Regions from separate parts of the Mus musculus genome. Here regions 1, 2 and 4 are each linked to region 3. Evidence: chromatin contacts called from public HiChIP or PLAC-seq and capture Hi-C data. All regions are on one chromosome and are shown on one strand. Each heading gives the region's core, a stretch centred on a gene start, on an enhancer-like site or on the middle of the called end of the contact. The rest is flanking DNA. Distances are from core to core; before and after follow the strand shown.

Evidence for each region. HiChIP or PLAC-seq counts read pairs in DNA pulled down with a chosen protein or histone mark. Capture Hi-C pulls out chosen DNA fragments and counts their contacts.
Region 1: a contact with region 3 is called in an H3K4me3 HiChIP or PLAC-seq map of embryonic stem cells, with 14 read pairs. The contact joins the promoter of Ptchd3 here to the promoter of Rab40b in region 3. A contact is called at or near these places in 5 of 39 promoter capture datasets (cranial neural crest, embryonic stem cells, stem cell-derived epiblast-like cells and 1 more), 1 of 15 datasets of contacts at CTCF or cohesin (large pre-B cells), 2 of 484 Hi-C or Micro-C datasets (both in embryonic stem cells), 7 of 115 datasets of contacts at active chromatin or transcription factors (astrocytes, bone marrow-derived macrophages, embryonic stem cells and 3 more) and 5 of 9 other capture datasets (adipose tissue, embryonic stem cells, liver and 2 more).
Region 2: an H3K4me3 HiChIP or PLAC-seq map of embryonic stem cells shows a contact between it and region 3, with 2.4 times the contacts expected there. The contact joins the promoter of Metrnl here to the promoter of Rab40b in region 3. A contact is called at or near these places in 5 of 39 promoter capture datasets (the C10 cell line, the HPC-7 cell line, cranial neural crest and 2 more), 1 of 484 Hi-C or Micro-C datasets (the G1E-ER4 cell line), 4 of 115 datasets of contacts at active chromatin or transcription factors (astrocytes, embryonic stem cells, pancreatic cancer cells and 1 more) and 2 of 9 other capture datasets (embryonic stem cells and liver).
Region 4: a contact with region 3 is called in a capture Hi-C map of embryonic stem cells, with 3 times the contacts expected there. The contact joins the promoter of B3gntl1 here to the promoter of Rab40b in region 3. A contact is called at or near these places in 2 of 39 promoter capture datasets (cranial neural crest and neural stem cells), 1 of 484 Hi-C or Micro-C datasets (embryonic stem cells) and 2 of 9 other capture datasets (adipose tissue and embryonic stem cells).

What each region holds. Positions count from the first base shown.
Region 1 is chr11:121,828,940-121,831,639 of GRCm38.p6, forward strand. It overlaps Ptchd3 (patched domain containing 3), which reads left to right and starts at 1,279. Exons shown (of 4, transcript NM_029049.1): 1 at 1,279-2,320. The coding sequence starts at 1,364.
Region 2 is chr11:121,701,159-121,703,858 of GRCm38.p6, forward strand. Metrnl (meteorin, glial cell differentiation regulator-like) reads left to right here and starts at 1,269. Exons shown (of 4, transcript NM_144797.3): 1 at 1,269-1,637. The coding sequence starts at 1,468.
Region 3 is chr11:121,386,816-121,389,515 of GRCm38.p6, forward strand. It overlaps Rab40b (Rab40B, member RAS oncogene family), which reads right to left and starts at 1,436. Exons shown (of 6, transcript NM_139147.3): 1 at 1,183-1,436. The coding sequence starts at 1,327. It overlaps Mir7236 (microRNA 7236), which reads right to left and starts at 389; the gene lies at 330-389.
Region 4 is chr11:121,671,744-121,674,443 of GRCm38.p6, forward strand. B3gntl1 (UDP-GlcNAc:betaGal beta-1,3-N-acetylglucosaminyltransferase-like 1) reads right to left here and starts at 1,408. Exons shown (of 13, transcript NM_178664.5): 1 at 1,242-1,408. The coding sequence starts at 1,289.

The DNA of each region.
Region 1 (2,700 bases), core at 29-2,528, 440 kb after region 3:
TGGGCCACTCTTAACTCCAATTGTCCAGCCCTCCTAGCCATGTTTTCATGACTCACCTACCCCATGGTATCTTCTCCTCTCTCCCTCTTCTCTCTCTTTTCTCTTTGTGGTCTCCTCAGACCCCCAAGCCCAGAACCAAAGCCTTATCTACCACTCTTCTACCCAGCTTAAGCAAAAGTGATAGGTAACTCCTCTTAACACATCCACTGCTGCCATGTGGTAGAACAGCTGTGATGACCCACAGGAGATCTTAGCCTACAGTTATGGCAACAAAATCAACAAAAATATACAGAAGATACCTAGTTCTGAATGTAATTGGGTTGTTAACTGGATCTCTGAAGGAATTTCACAAAACCCTCCCCTGACTCTCCCTGATACTCCAACCTTTCCCAGCTTCGTGTAGGCAAGTACTAACTCTAAGAAGCACGATGTTGACGGAGGGTGGGTCTTTTGGGGGATATAGCTGTCTGTGGGTTGCCCCTGCTCCTGTAAGTAATCCTAATAGCTTAATACTCATTAAATTTATTTTAAAAATGGAGGGAGCAGCATCTTTAATCTGTTAGGCCTTTCCTACTTTGGGGTGAAGAAACATGCAGGATGGGCATGGTAATTCAGCAAATGACCAAAGAACTTATCTTCTGCTGTGGTGAAAGCAACTCATTCTGTTTCGTAGACTCTACAAACACACAAGCAACACATTTAGAGGAAACTTTGTTAAGTAGTCTTAACCAGTCTCCAATAAACACTATCTGGTTGCAGTCATTTTACTTGGCTTCCGAGGAAATAACTGGAAGCAACCATCTAAACGCTTCCTTCTTTGGATGCTAACTCATAATGGTCCCCAAATCTGTCTTGGTGCACTTTTCATTTAGATTGGGAACTGTGTAAACTTTAGATTGATAGATAACTGTTTAAGTAGTATAAGCAGTTTTTCCTCTAAGAAATACTTACGTTCCTCTGGTTTGGCATTTAAATTTGTTAGCAAAACTAGATATAATAATCCTCAGCCTCGGGGTTCTGACCGTCTAGTAGGGACACATGACAACAAAGTAAATGTGAAGTTGTCCCAGCCACTGGGCCGCCAAAGTAGAAAGGTTAAATTTATGCTCCCACTGAGAGCTTTGGTAAGTACAGGGGTAGAGGGAATGCGCCATAGGCGGAGCGTGAGGAGATGCTCTGTGCCAAGGACGGATCTGGTACTAACTCTGACCCTGGAACAGATCTGCACCAGGAGGGCGCCTCGCCCACGTGCTCCCAACCGTCGCCTCCGCATCCGGGCACAGGAGCAACCAACGGTCCTGGGTCCTGAACCGTTGGGGTGAAAACAGCTCTGCAGCAGCTCCTCTGAACAGCTGTGGGCAACATGATCTCCTCCAAGGTGGCGCCCGGAGAGGAGGAGCAGGGGGAGTCACCGTCCAAGGTGGAGCTCGGAGAGGCGGAGGAGCAGCGGGAGGCACCGTTGGAAGGCCAACTGGAAGCCGTGCCACTTGATGAGGCGGGCCCTAGCTGGACCACCGGGCCGCCACTGGAGCGCTTGCCACCGCTGGGTCAGGAGGCACCTCCGCCGCGTCGCTGCCACACCAACTGCTTGGAAGCACCGCTGTCGCGGGGCTTCCAACGCTTTGGCGCCACAGTGGGCGCGAACCCCTGGCTGTTTTTGCTCGGGCCTGCACTGCTGACGGCCTCCCTGGGCACCGGTCTCATTTTCCTACCCAAGGAAAAGGAGAACCTGGAGGAGCAGTACACACCGATTGGCAGCCCAGCCAAGGCAGAGCGGCGTTTTGTGCAGGGTCATTTCAGTACCAATGACACTTACCGCTTCTCTGCCTCCAGGACCAGCTCCGAGACCAACTTTGCATCCATCTTGGTGGTGTCCCTCGCCAACTCACTGCTGGAGCCAGAAATATTCAAAGAGGTGAGCAAGCTGGACCAGGCGGTGCAGGCGCTGAAAGTTGTCCAGGAAAATGGAACGCAGATTCTATACCAAGAGGTGTGTGCCAAGTACAAGACGCTGTGCGTGCCGCCCAACCCTCTGCTGTTTTCCTGGCAGCATAACTCGTCGTTGAACCTGTCGGACCTCACCTTCCCTATCCACAACACGCCCACCCAGCTCATCTACTTAGCGGGCTTCTTTGGGGGAAATGTTTTGGGTCAAATGACTGGAAAAAGTCAACGACTCGTGGAGTCCCGAGCAATGAGACTACTGTACTACCTCAAGACGGAGGACCCCGAAGACAGTGAACGTAGCCAGGCATGGCTGACTCACTTTCTTGACCATTTTAATGACATGAAGAGCAGTCTGACCCTGGAAGAGATAGAGGTATTCTGGAGGTTAGGGTTTGCAAGGGGGGCCACTAAGGGCAGAGACAAAGTGACCTTTGCATTTAAGCTGGGAATGCTGTACTGTGCTTAGAGTGAAAACCTATTGGAACACAGATGGCGCCAGAGATCATAAATGTGTTGGCATCTTTCTGGTCTCTACACAAATCCTGTGTCTGTAATTCCATTTCGTATAGAAACTGATTTTCACATTTGCTGTAGGGTTTGGTTTTCTAATTAAGTCACTTGAAAATTACTTCTTTTAGTGACCCCTCCTCTTATTCCTAGGAGTCCTTAAAGCCTGTTTGTATCTAACGAAATGAAAGACAAAACTTTCAAGGTCTGTCATGCTATTTTAGAAGACAGATAGCTAGCTCAGCC
Region 2 (2,700 bases), core at 19-2,518, 310 kb after region 3:
ATAAATTTGTCCCTCTTACTCTCAGTATGGTTGCCACCTAATAAATAAACTGCATTTCTAGGCCTTTCCTCATGCATAGAGGGTACTCTGGAATCCCTTGTTTCCTCCTGACCTATCCAGGCCAGTTTCGTCCATCATTTGATACTGTTTGGGGCTTTGAAGTGAAGAAAGATTGCCTCATCACCTTCTCCCTGTTTTGTTTGTTTGTTTGTTTGTTTTTTAAATCAAGCTCCAGGCCAGAGAATGTGTCCCTCCACCTCCCTATTTCTGCCCTGCTCCTGTGTAGCTCCCCCACTAGATGTTAGGATCACCATGATCTCCATGCGACGCCCCTTCATGGCCAGACTGGGCTCTCAGATGGTTATTTTTTTGTTTCTGTTGGAAGGATATTTGGAGACAATTGGATCTGTCAAACTCGGGATGGGAGATACTATTGAAGTATAGAATGGGTCCCAAGATGAAATGACGATAAAGCTCCACACTGCCCAAGGTAGGTTTCACTGTAAAGAAGCATCCAGCCTAAAACCTCAGCTTCAAGATGACAAAGTGAATATTAAACAAGAGACCACAGGACACTTGAAAGTGTGGCCTGGGGACTGATTGCACACCTGAGGCCTTTCTATGGGATGGATGTTCCAGAGTCTCGAATAACCTCGTAGAAGCTGCCAGTGCTTACTAATGGCAGAGTCTCAGTCTCTCTCTGATATTCTCTCTCTCTCTCTCTCTCTCCTCCCTCCCAAGGCAAATTTTGAGCTGGGGAACAGAAAGAGAGGGTGCCAGGAACCCCAAGAAGCCACCGCTCTTGAGTTGTGAGCATCACAATAGTCCTTGTGCACTGGAGGCCACTCAGGCTGTCTAAAAGATGGTGTCTAGCTGCTGGAAGGAGCTCAGATTTCTTCACTTCGTGCATAATAGTGCAGTTCCCCCAGGCCCAAACTCTTCCATCCCCATCCCTACAGCTTCTTCGTCCCAGCCCCAGCCCTCCTCCCTGACCTTGTTCCCGTTCTTTGCAAAGTCGTTTGTCCCACTCCGAGCTGCACTTTCCCTTGTCCTGTGCGGCGAGATGCTGCCCACTGAGTATCTGCGGCGTGACACCAGGGCGTTCCAGGCTAGAGCTGGCAGGACACAGATCTGTGAGCTGGCGCACGGGGCGGAACTGCTGGCCCGGGCCGAAGGCCAGGCGGGGGCGGAGCTCGGCCGAGGGCGGGGTGGCTTCACGGTTCCGCCCCCCAGCTGAGCCAGACCACGGTCCGGGAACTTGCCAGCTCAGAGGTTCTAGGGGCAGCCGGCGCGCTTCTCTAGTTGCAGCTTGGGCGGCTCCTGTGGTGGGCGGCTAGGGGCGAGCCGGGATGGGCTATAGACGCGCGACGTGATCAGTTCGCACGCGGACCCACGCCTCCCATCGCTCTGCCTCAAGAGCCTATTCTGTGGGTGCAGGCACGCACCGGACGCAGACCCGGCCGGAGCATGCGGGGTGCGGTGTGGGCGGCCCGGAGGCGCGCGGGGCAGCAGTGGCCTCGGTCCCCGGGCCCTGGGCCGGGTCCGCCCCCGCCGCCACCGCTGCTGTTGCTGCTACTACTGCTGCTGGGCGGCGCGAGCGCTCAGTACTCCAGCGACCTGTGCAGCTGGAAGGGGAGGTGAGTCTTGCGGGTGATTCCAGCGTGGACTCCCTGGACCTGGACCGGAGCCCTCGGCAGCGAGTGGCAGAGCTTGCGGGGTAGGGACAGCTATGCTGGCCAAGTCCGGTGACCCCCGCCCTAGCTCTGGTTTCAGAACAAAAGAGTTGGTGGCATCTGGGTCCCAGCTCGGAAGACGCCCACTCTCCGCGCGCGTAATACTGCCCTAGTGGGTTTCCTGGGCTCCATAGGCTGCATGTTTGGTCCTCCCAACGGTTGGGATTTCTGATTCTTGGGAAAGGGTTGGGATTGTGCTCATCTAGAGGGACAGCTGTGGCGTGGAGAGCGTGGGGTCCAAACGAGACCCGTATCGGCTGCAGACCGTATCTTTGGGGCAAAGAGATGGGGTCGACACCTGTCTGCGGCCAAATGCAGTAGGGTAGAGCCCTGAGCCCGCTTGGTGAAGGTCAAGCCGCCCTTGGCAGCAGGGCACAGGGTTCCTGTGACACTTCTCTCTCGTCCCCATCAGCAGTGACAGCGGAGGACTTTTTGCTGTTGTTTTAACTGAAGTGTGACGTATGGAAAGAAGCACAAGTCACAAGTGTGCGCGGGCGGGGTGCCTGAGGAGTCGTAGCTACTTTGGACACTGAGAACGCGCCAGGCACAGCGGCCGGCCCCCTCTCTTTGCAGAGCCAGTTTTTTACAGCTGCAAGTTGCCAATTCAGCGGTTTGCATAGCGCGCTGCGCTGATGCGGGTCTCCTGAAAACGTGGGCTGGGACGGCGGTGGGGGTCTGATGTAGCTCATCCCAGGGGCAGGGCGCTTGCGCAGGCCTGGGGAGGTACACGATCTCGTCTGAAGCACAGACTCCAGTGAAGGGGGCTCATGGGGCAATGCGTGCGGTGGGTGATTTTGGTCAAGAGGGTTTTCTGAGAAAGGTGGATGTTGGGCAGTGCCCGGATCTGCGTAAGCAGGGCATCAATGATTATCTTGTACACTTACAGTGCCTGACTTTCTGAGAAAACCACAGAGACCAAAATCAACCCTCATCAAGACTCCTGCTGGAGTGCTTGGACTGAAAGATT
Region 3 (2,700 bases), core at 186-2,685:
GGCCACAACTACGGCATCAATTCTCCTCAATCTCTTAGACCATGTTGACAACAGAAAACAGACAAAAGCAACAGAAGTGCAGTGGGCCTTGCTCAAGCCAACCAGCAGCAAGTCTGCTCACATGTCATCCACATCTTTCTCTCTGCCCACATCAGTCATTTACTGTGGGACTCACGTCCCCTTTGGGGGCTTGTTAAACGTTTTACTCTTTTGCCTCTGCTGAAGCCTGGGTGTTTCATTGAGCACCAGGACCTGAAGACAGCCCTGTCTTCAGTCACGCCCTTGTTCTCGCAGTAATGCTGTCCAACAGAGCTTTGTCCTAAAGGAAAGGTCTAAATCTGTGCGGTCCAACCTGGTAGTTAAATGGCATTGGACCACACAGTTTTAGGGCCTTGCCTTGTGGCATTGCCAGGGGGCTGGAGATGCAGGAAGCAGTCTGCAAGCCCAAAGAACAGAGGGTGGCAGGCCTCAGGGCAGGGTCTGTATTAGAAAGGTGTGTTGAAACCCCCACAACAACACAATAGGCATTCACTGAAGTCTGTGCACAGCCACAGTCAAAGGGATGGATCACTACGTGACTATTCTTGGATGTTCTGCTCAGGATTCTGCCACTCTGTCTCCTTCCTCTGGGGTGCAAGATCTTAAACTTCAGGCTTCTAGGACACTCACTGCTCACTGCCCTGGAGCCTGAGACGCTCTGGTCTCACCCGTGTCCAGTCTCCTGGACTCCAGTCTCTTAGTTGGGTTCCTTCCTACACCCTAGCCAATTCTACAGGGTCACTTAGATTCCTCTTCCTCCTCTTGGAAGTCCTGTCCACTAGGACACAGAGCTTAGTGCTTGGAATCAAAGGCTGGAGTCTAGTCTTGCTACTCTCTGCTTGCAGTTCCACGCACCAAAAGGTCATAGCCTCAGAGACTGTGGTCTCAGACCTCAGCTCCGTGGACCGCTGTCTCTCTGCCCACGCCTCCTGTAATCCCACACACTTCTCCGAACACGTAGCTAGCACCTGCGATGTCCCTCGACGACCACCCTGAGCTGCTTTGCGGACTCCGTCCACAGAGCGCAGTCTTCCCCAGCATGCGGTTCCTAGCCCTGCCCAGCCGCTCCCGGGACCCACGCTGGAGAGGCCGCTCGCACCGACACCCCAGCGCTGCGCCTCCGGGTGCTGCAGCCGCGCTCACCCGCCGGGTGGCCGTAAGGAGACTCGGCTGCTCCGTCCTGCAAGCTGGCCAGGATCTCTCCCTTGCCCACGTCGCTGTCGCCCACCAACAGGAACTTAAGTAGAAAATCGTAGGCCCGCACCGGGCTGCCCAGGGAGCTCATCATGCCGGCCCAGCCACCCCGCCCATACCGGCCCAAGGCTGCGCGCAGGCGGCGGAGGGTCCCCGAGCGCCGCGGGCCCCTCGAACGCTCCACCGGTCGGGGGAGCTTGACAGCTGAAGAGCCCCGCCCACCTTACCTTGCCATTGGCGAGCCTCAGTTGCTGAGGTATATACACATGCTCATTGGTTAGCAAGCTCGCCCATCTATTTCTTTACGCCTCCGCACCACGCCCACCGCCTCTCCTGGGAGGACTTGTTGCCTAAGCCAATGGAGGTCCGAAGGCCGAGCCAGAAGAAACCGAAGGGGGGGGGAGAGGTTTGCTCCTGCAAACCAATGGAAGAATGGCATAGAGAGGAGGGGCGTGGTCAGTGTTTACTCCCTCCCCTGTATCAGTGCGTAACAGGAGTTGGCTCCAGATTGGTGTGGGAAGTGTTGAATCCCTGCCTGGAAACGAGAATTTGTCCCACAGCTCCACAGAGCTTTGAATGCTAGCGTGAGAGCTTAGCATGTTCATGTGTTCATGTAGGCATCAGATGTAACTAAAGTTACAGGTAGTTGTGAGTTTCAGCACCAAGTGGACACATGGACAAGTGCACCTCTAAAGGTGTCTGCTAGTGGGTGCCTCGAGGTCTCCACGGGTTTCTGTCCATGCATGTCAGTGTGAGTGTGTGTGTGTGTGTGTGCATCGTGTGCCTGTGAGGTTGTTGTCAGAGAGCACATGACGGGGACCTGTCTGTCTCTGATCTCTTTTACCCCAAGGGAGCAGTGAATCTGCTCTCTGTTCAGGAGCACCTCACCAGTGGGAACTAAGTTATTTAGAGTAATCATAGTTTAGCATCCCCGCTACCTACATCTTTATACAACCTGAAGTGGAAGCACCTCTTGCAATCGTGCCTCCTCTCTGTTAAGAAGGATACATTTCCGGATGGAAAAGAAAAAGCAGTGGATGAAAATTACGAAAGCATTTGTGAACATTGTTCTAAGCGCCACAGCTGTGCTGTGATTCAGGACAAGGCCGGTTTGGCTCAGAACAGGCTGGTCTTGGAGCAAGGTGACCGCTGCCTCCCTGCAGGAACACTATCCTTTCAAAGAGTTGACTATAATAAGCTCTAATTACAAGATATGGCTGCCAGTCTAGAATAGGTAATTGAGATAGGGTTTTTCGAGACAGGGTTTCCCTGAGTAGCCCTTTCTGTCCTGAAACTGGCTTTGTAGATCAGGCTGGTCTTGAGATCTGCCTGCCTCTGCCTCCTGAGTGTGGTATTAAAGACATCGGCCACCACTACCCAGCTAGAATGGATGGTCTCGCTGAGCCATTTTTGACTCAGAATACTATCTTTGACTCAAGATTACACTGTTGCTAACCAAGAATACCT
Region 4 (2,700 bases), core at 158-2,657, 280 kb after region 3:
TTAATCTTTATTCAACACTTGAATTCTGGCACCCTCACTTTTTCTCAGGGAATCTCACAAAGCCAAAGTTCCTAAAGTAGTATGGAATAAAATCACTGAAACCTGATAACCAAAGGAACCAGGAACTGCCTCAATTTTATATGATATAGTAAGTAGTAAAGAACAGCCAAGAAATTAACAGTTGGCCTCACCCCCCCACCCTGAATTAATGTGAAAAAATAAAACTGGACATGTTTCTGAGCAGGAAAACCAATAGGCTAGGTAGATGTGAACATATACATACATATATGTACATGTTACAAAGCTATATATAACACAAAGGCTATATAATCTCTACAGACAAGGTCTACATATAATATAGGCAATATCTACATAAATCACTGTAGAGGCCATCTATGTATAGTGTACTTTAAATTACTGAATCTGAACACGGTTATAAGAATCTTATAAAGGAGTGTTGAAGACACCGTCCTTTACAAATGAAGCGCTCTTTGAGGAGCTGATGATCCCAAAGTGGCATTCTATCCTGTTTGTGTTTATTCTGAAAACATGTTGCTTAAAGGCTTTTTATTTGTTATTTATTTGAGCTATTGGGGATTGAACCCAGGGTGTTTCACATGCATGTCAGAGTTACACCCCAGTCCTCTGGACTTACTTTGTAAAGGAAAGAACTTTCTTAATTTTCTCAAGACCTACAAGATTTTAACTGAAAAGGGGTGTTATGACTCATATTTGTTATCAGTAAGTGTGGCTCGGACGCTGGAGGGTTTCAAGGTTATCCTCAGCTGTATGTGCTGCAGGCCAGCCAGAGCTACAGACCTCACAACTTTAAAAAAAAAGATATAAATTTCTGACAAAGGCCTTGATTTACCGGTTTCCAATTTCAATAAGACTGGCATGAAAAATACAATCACTTGGCGCAATGCCTGTGAACCACACTTAATGCACCCTGGCCTGAGACATCTAACCCACCTGCTAGGTATTAAGATAGGTGTGGCATGCTGGCGAGCAGGGATATGGCGGGAGGGGCGCTAGTAGGTGTGCAGGTTAGTGTACGGTATGAGCTCGGACACATGTCTACCTCGAAACGGAATGGTGGGAACCCTCCAAGCTGAGGTTCCCGAACCCGTGGCAGCGTACAGCGGCTGCGAGCCGGAGACAAGATGACTACCGTGGAGGGAGAAACAGCAACAGAAGAAGGCACAAGAGGGCGGGACCGCGTCTCACCCGGCCATACCTACCACTAGGGCCAGCGAGCCGCGCGTTGTGGCGTTCTCGGAGACCTCCATCGCGCGGCTCCACTGCCCTTTTCCTGCAATCGCAGTCCTGCCTAGGAGGCCAACGCATGCACAGCAAGCTCCAGGAGGCGATGCACAGACTGGACCGCTTCCGATTGGTGCAGAGCCACGTGGCTCGCTAGGGACTTACGGGTATGGGAGGGCTGTTAGGGGAACAGCCACGTTCTATTGGTGTAGAGACACGTCAGTCAGTAAGGGAAGGCGGTCCTTCGAGCAGAATGCTCAGGGAGGCGGCCCGTCGGTGTTCTCTGGATGGTGGAGCGGGAGGGGCGAGCCGCCGTTCTCGGCGGGAGCAGCTCGGGCGAGGGGTTCCGGGGTGGCCAGAGCTGAGTGTGTGGGCGGGGCCTGGCCGAGCAAAGGGTTGGGCTTCCGGAGTCCGTGGGCGCCCCTGGCTTTGCGCCTTCGTCCTTCTCACTTGCCTCTGTGGCTTCTTGGCCTGCGGAAGTCCTCCTGCCCCACCTGACGGAAATAATCGCAAACTGAAGTCCGCAGCCAAACTAACGTTATAAAAAAACTTAAGAACGGGGGGAACTTGTGGGGGGACGCCACCCTGTGCAAGTAGGTGGTTACTTAAAAATCCCACCGCAGGTTGGGCCTATGTAACTTTAAAAAGGAAAATGCCAGTAAGCTTAAAGCAGGCGACATTTCATCAGAATCTTGTTTGGTCTGACTGCTCCAGACAAGGAGGAAGGACCCCCTCCTGGAGGAAGGTTCTGGGTCTGGACTGGGTCTGTCTGGAGTGAGCCAAAGGTAGATAGTTCTCATGGACCCAAGGCCCTCGTGTGGCCTGCATTAGGACACATGACGCTTGGTCAACGCCAGATAGTTGAGTTCCTATGCTACACAGAGATTCATTGTCCCGGGGGATACTGGGGAAGGAAGTGTTCTATGAACTGTGGGAGTCCCAAAGTTAGGCATCCCACAGAACCAAAAGGTTTCACTAAATTACTTCCAAAGGACGGGTGACAACCTCTGAGCTGCGTGGAACCCAGATATTGATAAAACACCTGATTACTTAATGTAGATAACCCATGTACATTTTGTTTCGTTAGTGCTTTTCTAACTTAATGCTTGTGTCTGCAGTTTCTCCAAATGGTCATCCTACAACTAGAAATATATTTTAAGATGGCATATTTTGGTCATCCACACCCTCCATTTGTGAGGGGTGACACTGAGGTCACCCACTGGCCTTGGCACCAAGCAGCCCTCAAGAGTTTCCACACTTAAAAATAGCAGGAGATGGGTGGAAGAGATGGCTCAACGGATAAAGACAGTTGCTGCCAAGCCTTAGAACCCGACTTTGAGCCCTGGGACCCATGTGGTATCAAGGAGAGAACCTACTCCCACAAGTTATCCTCTGACCTCCGAACATATAGGGTATGGTGCACAACCCCACACACCC